Linked DNA regions of Zea mays: region 1 is linked to region 2. The links are chromatin contacts, called in public Hi-C maps. All regions are on one chromosome and are shown on one strand. The core of a region is the stretch at or near the end of the contact, and the rest is flanking DNA. Distances in the headings are between cores, read along the strand shown.

Region 1 (5,101 bases), core at 1,808-4,307, 680 kb after region 2:
GCGCTGCAGTGATGATCCCCAGATCCACTGCTGTTGCCTGTGTTGCCATCTGCTCTGATGACCCTGTTCACCCCTGCCTTTTCTTCTCGTGTTCACCTTGTCTCCTCTCTCTCTCTCTCTCTGTGTGTGTGTGTGTGTGTTCTGCACCGCAGGAAGGGCATACCTAGTGGATGCTCATTGCCGGAAAAGTGCCTGACAAACCTGGCGAAGGGTCCAACAAAGACCTGGGCACCACGTTGGACATGGAAAGGGGTCCTATTCTGTGAATGGAGTGCTGAACGGCTGATGAGTGATGAGGGGCGATGATGCTCAACCTTTTCTGGATTGCATGGCACTGAACAATGAAGGCAGCTACGAGTGTCTAATTAGAGCTAACCCTCTCTCCTCTTGAAGCTTATTTTAATCACCCCTTTTTGTTTGTGGTTCTGCCTAGGATAGTCATTCAGAGATGTGACAACCAGCACAGTTCCACTTACATTGAGATGACTAAGTTGCGCTGCAAGAGAAATGTGAAGTCGTTTTGCATGATTGAATAAGGGTGATGCTGAGCCCTTCTTTTATAGGTTATGTTATCATGCTTTATGTTTTATCCTTTTGTTTTATACTAACTCTTGAGTGACTATGATGGTTCAAATTTCCATTAGAGAGCTGTGCACTAAAGGAGATGTCCTCCATCTTGATTTGAGATCTTCTGAGCTGGTACTGCAGATACAGTCCAAACAAAAAGCTATTCTGTCTCCATTTGTTGTGTAACTAGGATGGCTTGTACCTCACTAGTCACTACCTCCATCTCGAAAGGAATGCAATTTTGTCTATGCACCCTGACAAGCATTCGTTTTGGGGGCAGTGGTAAGTACAAGTAACCAGTTATGCGGCCATGGGAGAGACAGAAAGAGAGAGAGAGAGAGAGGTTACATTGTGCTTCCACTATAAATTGCACTTGCTATGATGATAATGGTTGAATCTGAGCCACTCAAGTGACCTTTTTCCTCCTAGTACCACTGTCTGAATACTCCTGCCCCCTTACCCCCAATTCCCATGGTGTTTTAATGATTGGTTTTGCTGATGTTGCAGCTAATGAGACAGCTAATCTGCTCTTTGAATTGGTTAAAGCTTTTATTCTGTTTTGTACTCGTGTGCTCATATCTGCTTGTTCTTTTGTGCTACTTTGCAAGTCCTGTTGATGATATGCCCTGATTTTGGGCTGTTCTTCATTTGCCTTGCTGCTGGATTTGAACCTGCGCCCTTGGTTAATGTTTGTAGGACTGATATGCTAAGTTAGTTCCATGTCATAAGTTCCTACCTAAGTGCCGCTCAATAACGATGAAATAAAATTCCAATGTGAGGCAATGATCTGTATCATGGTTGACACAAGCACCTTTGAGCAATCAAGGCTGCTATGTTGTTAACCTTGCTCTTAGAGGACATGGAAATGGACTCGAATATGTGAAATGGACTGCTGACGAAGGGCGATGATGCTCAACCTTTTCGGAGTCGCACGCCATTGAGCAACCAAGGCAGCTGCGTGTCTGGTAGCCTATTTAATAATCCCTTTTTGTTTGTGGTTCTGCCTAGGATGGTCACCTGGATGGATATATGACAACCAGGACAGTTCCACTCACAATAGGATGAGTAGATTGGGCAGAAAGAGAAGGGAGGGCCTGATTTCTATGATTGAGCAAAGGAGATGCTGAGCTGAGCCCCTTTCGTATGGTTTATGCAGCGGTGCTTTATGGCTCTGTTTTTTGTTTCATACCGCGCTTGAGTGGCTAAGATTGTTCTGCTTTCCATTACAGAGCTTCTGCACTCTACCATCTTCTGAGCTGATGATACCTGGGATATTCTTTGACGTTTGCTGCTTTACTACGATGGCCCATGCCTTACTAGAAGGTGATTCTATATCTGTTTGCTGCTTTAACTAGGATGCCTTGCACCTTAGAGCATCTCTAGCAGTCACCAAAAGAAAAGACAGGTTGTGCATCCTTGACAACAAATTCACCTCCCCATGATAGGGAGTAGCGGTCATCCGTGTATCTCTGCGTGTTTTTTCCAAGCGTTGATAGATTCGGGAGTTGTAGCAAGTTCTTTTTTTTTCTTGTTCATGTCAGATTGAGTGGTTTGTTTTTTTTTCTTACACAATTGCCATTGTGCTGATAATGGTTAGATTTGAGTCACTCAAGTTACCTCCTTTTCTTCTAGTACGACTGCACCCCTCGCTCCGGCGGTTTGTATTGCCGCTGATCCAGTTAATGTGCTCTTTGAGTCGGTTCATACTTTCTATTCCGTTTTGTATCTTGTACTGTGTCGTCTTGTTCTTTTGTGCTCTTTTCCATGTCCTGTTGGCGCTCTTCACTTGTCTGGGGCACCGGCCACCGCTGCGCCATTCCCCGTCTCGCTCCAACACGTGGTAGCAACGGTGGCCGCCACCTCTTCTCGGTTTGCTTGGACTTCTCTACTGCCGTTGCCGCTTCACGGATCAGTAATAAATCTTACAAGCCTGTTTACAAATGCTATTCATTTTGCAGCTGTTTAGTCCATCACGGATTCTTTATGGAGTTTCCCAATCTAAATCTCTGGTAGCTGGTGTTTGAATCTTTCAATGTCAGAAATGTAGTGGTTATTGGCTAGGGATCCATGAGGCTGCGGTGTGTCTTACCAATCAGAGATCTATCTGTCTGTTATGGTATCTTTTACGCTAATTCTTTAATTCAATAATTATGAGATTTTGGTGATGACTGGTCAAAATTGAGCCAGCTCTGTAATTCATAATTCATAGTTTGGTAATTCAATAATTATGAGATTTTGGTGTACAGATTATTTTGACGAAACAAATGCTGTAGTGCTGTACATTAAGTAGGCGCGGGATGGGCTTGTGGTGGAGGGAATGCCGTGGTGGAAGGGAGTGGAGAGCAGCGCAGTGGAGTCTTGGAGACTGGAGACACCGTGCACAACGCGATCCGCATCTGCTTGTTTGTATAGTTACGCAGCAGGAGTCCATGGAAATCACAAATGTCGACCACGCAAGTCACACCGCCACGTATGGGCGCCATGTCAAATGTAAGTGAGCCGGCAAAGGGCCCACTCCAAATCAACCTTTCAGGAGTTTCCATGGACTGGGCTCCAACTCCAAGAGACCGCACAAGTGCAGAGCGTGATTTGTTGGGCACGAAACACGGCAACCACCGGCCCAGTTTTGTGCTGAACTATGCGAGCATGATTCCTTAACAACCTGGCAGTTGGTTGAATTGTACGTGCTGGCACTGTGGTCGGCTAGGCCCAACCATGGCGTAGTTAGTAGTCCCTGACAAAAGGCAGCCATGCAATGCAATGCTCATCCTTGAGCTTGAGCTGGGGCAGGTGCTGGCACAGGACCAGCCGGCCAGGACTTGACCGAAAGGGTCGACGGGGATTTCCCCCAAAAGGAGAGGCGACGGTCGACGGATATGCAGCAAGGCAAACGCAGCAAGCAGACGCAAGGCGATGGAAAAAAAAAACCAAGACAAGAGATTAGGTGTGGCATTGATTGACGGGGCGGAGCATGAGCAAGCGCAGTCCCTTTCGCGCCATTGCATTGAACACCGCCGGCATGCATGCGTATACAGGCGACGAGCGAGACCGAATTGAAGGGGCGGATGAATATAATATAATCAGTCGTCGTGCGTAAAGCGAAGCACACACGCACGCAGGTCCCCCTCGGCCCGCGCGCGATCGAGGCGTGGCTGTCACACGTACAGCTCATATAGAGGCGTCAATGGAAATTATGAAACCAACTTGTGCAGCTTCCTTTAAATTCTGCTTTGACACGACGGGCGGGCGTCGTCGTCGTCGTCGTCGTCTCCGATGCTGTCGATCGAGTTGGTGGCAAGGTAGCTAGCTGCTGATGGGAACCGACTCTAGTTGGTCCAATCGAACAATCAATAATAGGGACTGAATGACTGACTGACTGACGAGTGAGTCTCGTACTCTCGTATAGGTTTAGGGTATACATACACATATATATATATGGTCCGTTGAGGACACTCGAATTTATACCAGAAAAAAAAAGAGAGAGAGAGAGATGATACAGCGGTCATCCTACAATTGTACGTACATGTTCTTGGATGTTTTGCAGGCTACCATGCATGTTATTGCCTAGCTTCATTCGTTCTGTGCACACTGACTGCCAGAACCAGAACCAGCAGCAGCAGCAAAAGCGTTTGTCGTCCGAGAGGGACGTACGCAAGCAACGCAACGCAACGCAACGGGTACGTACTAGCAGAGGCAGCTAGCGCTAGCTAGTCGGCCCTCCAGATGGCCTCTAGCTCGGCGGCGAAGAGTCGCTCCTGTCCGACGACGATGGTGATGTGGTCCTTGCGGTCGTAGACGGTGACGCGCGCGCGGGGCACCCTGGCGCCCGCCGCCAGCGTGCATTCGACGGGGAGCAGCTCGTCGTCGCGGCCGTGGAAGAACGCCACCTTGCAGGACAGCCCCCTGTCCACCGCGTCCAGGTACGCGCCCATCCGCCCCGCGCTGCCGCAGATGATGTTGTGCAGCGTGTGCCACGCCGCGTTGTGCGTGTGGCACATGAACGCCTCGATCAGGAACGTCCGCACCCTGCGTGGTAGTCATGCATCAGCATTGCATGGGAGCCTGCGAGGCACGACAGACAGACAGACAGGCAGGAGGCAGCAGCAGTAAAACAAGGAGGAGGAGGGGATGGAGTGGAGTGGAGTCGATCGGCTTGCTTGCCACATGCGCCTGGCCCATGTGTTGGGGGCGTGCGTGCGTGTGCGGAACTGCAGATAGATCTGGTGCAGTCAGTCAGTCAGAGTGTGGCAACCAGGAGGATTGATGGAGCCCACGCTTTCGCCTGTCGATCCGGCCGTGCAGGGAACCTTCTCTGCTTCACCTGCCCACTGCTAAACCTGATGGGCCATGGCACTGCTCTGTACTGTCCTGTTCGGTTCACTGAACCATAGGACAGTTACAGGCACTGGTGTACAGACAGCCACCGGTACGGCACGTCGGTACCGTTCCGTTTCGTGCTACTGGAGTACTGACTGACTGCAGGCCGTTCCTTCCTTCGTCGGCTCGGTCCAGACCTTGGGGGGCCCCGGCGACC
Region 2 (4,631 bases), core at 1,000-3,499:
GCATGGGTACGCGCTCTTTTTTATTTAGGTATATAACTTTCGATTAGACATGATTTCTAACCATCTCGTTAGTTTTCTCGCAGTCAGCGGCACATGGTGGCGCGCCTTGCTCCACGTTCTCGGCATATGCCATGGCCCACAAGGGGAAGGCGACGTCCGACGTCACCTACAACCCGGATGACGGGCCCGAGGCGTACACCAACCCCGCCATCCACAACCGACTCAGTGAGTACACCGCCATGGCCAAGGAGGTCCATGGGCCAGATTACGATCCGAGGACCGAGGACATCGACGGAGATGTCCTCATGAGGGTCGGAGGAGGCAAGAGGCATGGGCGGTACTGGATTGCCGACGGGGCAATCGACTCGTCCTCCACTCCCACTCTCTCTCAGGTGCGAGCAAGGAGCACGAGCGCGAGCCCAGCCATACGACCTCGGCAGGACACCTCACAGCATCGTATCCAGCAACTCCAGGTTATTCCTTATCTATTCATCGTTCATTGATTTTTATATATCTTCTCTTTGCATTATCGTAACATTAGGGCGAAATATTACAGACTCAGCTAGATGATGAGAGGAGGCAACGTGAGGAGCTGGAGAAGAGGATGGCGGAGATGTTCGCGTACATGCAGAGCCTTGGCGCCGCACAGGGTCATGCTCCACCACCTCCGTTGTTCCCTGCAGCTGACCCTACAGAGTTCACTACTCCTGTGAGTATCAAAATTTTAGTACTGCATGATATATATTCATATGTTCTCACACATACAATCTCTTCTCTGTGCAGGGTCAATCGGCGGCGTCGAACAACCCTCATGCTTCGTCCAGCCCTTCGCCGAACCAGTCCAGATGCCCACCTCGTTGATGATCTGTTTTGTGATGATCCAGACTTACCTTTATGAGTGTTGGTGATGTTAGTTAGACTTTATCTTGTGAGATACTTGGTGATGTTAGTGATGATGCAGCCTTATATCTGTTTTGTGATGATCCTGACTTATATTTGTGAGACTTTAGTGAGACTTTGTGATATATATGGTGTTGATGATAAATGTGTTCATTCTGTGATGTGATTGATATATAATGTGATGTGAATGATATATATCTTTTGTATGTTTGGATGAAACAACAAAAGCAAATAAAAAGGGACATCCTGGTCACTTTGCCGAGTGTAACACTCGGCAAAGGGCCGCTTTGCCGAGTGCTATGACCATGGCACTCAGCAAAGAAGAAAACCTGGAAATCGGTAAAGCCATCTTTGCCGAGTGCTGACAATGGCACTCGGCAAAGAAGGAAACCTGGGAACCGGCAAAGACATCTTTGCCGAGTGCTGGTGCCAAGGCACTCGGCAAAGATACTGGCAAAGGAGCCCACTGGAGGGTTCTTTGCCGAGTGCCAGTCCACCAGACACTCGGCAAAGAAGCCTCCTTTGCCGAGTGCCTACTAAAGCTCTCGGCACAGGGACTGGCGGTGGGGCCCACTGGACCAGTCTTTGCCGAGGGCCTCACACTCGGCAAAATTGGCCTCTTTGCCGAGTGCCACAGAAGGCGCTCGGCAAAGGATCCGTCACCGTCACTTGACGCCGTGACGGTGACTTTTCTTTGCCGAGTGCCATTGGCACTCGGCAAAGTCTTTGCCGAGTGCCCGACAAAAAGTACTCGGCAAAGAGGCTGTTGCCGATGTACAGTTCGTCGAGCGTTCTTTGCCGAGTGTAAAATAGCCCAAAGGAGCTGATTCCGGTAGTGTTTGAAAGTATAAGGGCAACTCCAAGAGACTAGGTATATAATTTTGTAAAGATAAATTTAGCTAATATTAAAAGAAAATTGTATCCAATAGACTCTGTAAACGACTCTTCAAATTTAGTGACTCTATTTCTCCATCTTCGCTCTCCAATTTTAGATAGTCTGCTTAACTCTCTATTCAGTCCGTAGATTTACCGAGTCTGTTGGATTAGCCTACATTTTTTTCTCTAAAATCTATTTTAGAGAGTAGCTAAATCAGTAAATTTGGCTAGTCTTTTTAGCTAATCTCTTTGAGTGGCTCTAAAACGGCAATGTAACCCCTCGTATGCACACAACCACTGCAAAACCAAGTATAGCACCACCTTGATGGTCATATATGGTCATGGATGGATCGGTGGAGCCCACGTGAAGGCAAGGCGAGCGCGGCCTCATACGTTCGTGATGATGCCCTTATCTCTTTGGTTTAACAAGAACCGCACGTCCACCCGCGTCCCCATTCCTTTTTCCTGTTCCTCTCTCGGTCTCTCCCTCTCTCTTTTTGCATTCGGCGATTGCATGCGTATGGGTATACGAAGTACGTACGAGTAGAAAGTACACGAGCAACCTTTTGCCGTGGGGCCTGATGACGGAAGGGACGGGGCATCGGCGCATCGCGCCGGCGCACCGCGGAAGAGTGGCGCGGCCGGCCATGGCGGAGCAGCTGTGTGCACGACGCCAGCTGCTCAGCGGCGGAGCAGGCGCGCCCAAGGTAGGTCAAGTTCCTCACCACGTCCGGGCGCCCGGAGTTGGCTTTAGGCGTGACTCACGCCGCGTGAGGAACGGGTAGTTTCATGTACGAGATGCATGCAAGAGGAGCCGGCGCCCGTAGCTTATGGCTTGTTAAGACTACTTTGAACAGATCCTTTATCTTATTATTTTTCAAACTTATCTCTAAAAACAGTGTCTATTTACAGTCTCGTCTCGTGTCCCCTATTTTATAGATATTCAAGGTGTGCCTGTTTTTGTTCAGTACGACCTACGCATACTGCTCATCCAAATCTAACTTTTCCTCCTTTCACATTTTTACTCAACAAAAAAGGTACATTTAGGTCATCAAGAGGTCGATAGGAGTGCACTTATACTATAAAAATCAAGTATTTGCTGACCAAAGCCCCTAGCTGCCAATGTCTCCTTAAAACCTAGTAGTGCTACCGGTACAAACCCCTGGTCCATGGACCATGTCCACCGGGATTTCCGTAGCCGCCTCAGCTCGGCTGGGCTGGGCTGCTACCGTCTCGATTGGCAACGCGTCCCCCCACAAACGCACCCCGGCGTCTGCCCTATACATAACCCCCCTCTCCTCCCATCTCCGCGACCGCAGGCAGACTACTAGACTCGGCATCTCCGCCGCTCCTCTCTCCACCCGGCGCGCGCGCACACACAGCACAGACACCTACAGTCACCACACGCGCCATGGCTACGCACTCGGTCGCCGCCGCGCACGCCACCATCGCCGCGCGCGCGGGCGCCGCCGGGGCGCCGGCCCCGGCCGAGCGCCTGGGCTTCCGCCGCCTGGGCTCGCCCGCCGGCGGCCTGCGCTCCGCCCGCCGCGCGCCGCCCGCGGCCGCCTCCCGCCGCCATCGCGTCGTGCGTGCCGCCGCCGTCGAGACGCTCCAGGGCAAGGCCGCCACCGGCGAGCTGCTCGAGAAGTCGGTCAACACGATCCGGTTCCTGGCCATCGACGCCGTCGAGAAGGCCAACTCCGGCCACCCGGGCCTCCCCATGGGCTGCGCGCCCATGGGCCACGTCCTCTACGACGAGGTCATGCGCTACAACCCCAAGAACCCCTACTGGTTCAACCGCGACCGCTTCGTCCTCTCCGCCGGCCACGGCTGCATGCTCCAGTACGCCCTCCTCCACCTCGCCGGATACGACAGCGTTAAGGTAAGGCGGCTAGCTGATTCATCTGTTTGCATCTTGGTTTTTTTTTGTGTGCGTGTGATGTGTCCCGGGTTGGTTGGTTGGATCGGCGAAATCGGGGGTAGGTTCGTGTGAAAAGTTTGGATCTTGTTTGGTAAAATAGTGGAAAGGGCTGGATCTTGACTGCTATCTTTGGTGGCGGCCTAGGAAAGGTCGTGGCTGCCTAAGTCCAGTTGTCAGAAATGTATTATTATGATAAAGTGGAAGCTAGGTTTCCCCTAGGAAAAATTTGTTGGAGACTCAGACGTTACACCAAGGACCTACTCATGTTTAGTTGAGTAGAACTATTGAGCGTAATTCACCTCAGCAGAGCTGCCATGTGTTTGATAAGCATCTCTTATGTTATGTGACTGGATTTGTTCTAACTGTGGTTGGTATGTAGGAGGAGGACTTGAAGCAGTTCAGGCAATGGGGAAGCAGAACACCGGGCCACCCTGAGAACTTTGAGACTCCAGGAGTTGAAGTTACCACCGGTCTGTTTTCTTCTCTATTGGGCTGTGAATTAGCCGTGCCCCTTGCTGTGCTGTATAAAACTGAGAAAGTTTGGGTTTCCTATATGGTTGCTGTGCAGGGCCTCTTGGTCAGGGTATCGCCAATGCCGTTGGGTTGGCACTTGCTGAGAAGCACCTGGCTGCCCGCTTCAACAAGCCTGACAGTGAGATCGTCGACCACTACACGTAATACTTCTAATAACGCCAACGTGCAGCGTCTCGCTTTTATTACAGTCTTGCTTTTAGTCTGTGTGGCACAGTTTTGGTAACATGTTTCGTGGATCCTGTACAGGTACGTTATTTTGGGAGATGGCTGCCAAATGGAGGGTATTGCTAATGAAGCTTGCTCCTTGGCTGGACACTGGGGTCTTGGCAAGCTGATTGCTTTCTACGATGACAACCACATTTCCATCGACGGAGACACGGAGATTGCATTCACAGAGGAC

What was found. A called contact is a pair of places that touch in the nucleus more often than the background predicts.
Region 1: a Hi-C map of leaf shows a contact between it and region 2, with 10 times the contacts expected there. The contact joins the enhancer-like site here to the promoter of LOC100279513 in region 2. A contact is called at or near these places in 2 of 25 Hi-C or Micro-C datasets (ear and leaf).

Annotation. Positions count from the first base shown.
Region 1 is chr9:25,337,349-25,342,449 of Zm-B73-REFERENCE-NAM-5.0, forward strand. It overlaps LOC103638133 (alpha/beta-Hydrolases superfamily protein), which reads right to left. Exons shown (of 3, transcript XM_008661115.4): 3 at 3,937-4,593. The coding sequence ends at 4,275. LOC103638132 (a long non-coding RNA gene) reads left to right here. Exons shown (of 2, transcript XR_558582.4): 2 at 1-2,053. Among protein-coding and RNA genes, the nearest start is that of LOC103638133, 5.0 kb to the right of the region's middle. Within about 2 kb of position 3,058, at least 19 of the 20 cell types and tissues checked have an H3K27ac peak or open chromatin away from gene starts, as enhancers often do. A contact at or near this core is called in ear and leaf, where this site is marked.
Region 2 is chr9:24,658,063-24,662,693 of Zm-B73-REFERENCE-NAM-5.0, forward strand. LOC100279513 reads left to right here and starts at 2,250. Exons shown (of 7, transcript NM_001152512.1): 1 at 2,250-2,483; 2 at 4,077-4,167; 3 at 4,266-4,371; 4 at 4,478-4,631. The coding sequence starts at 2,358.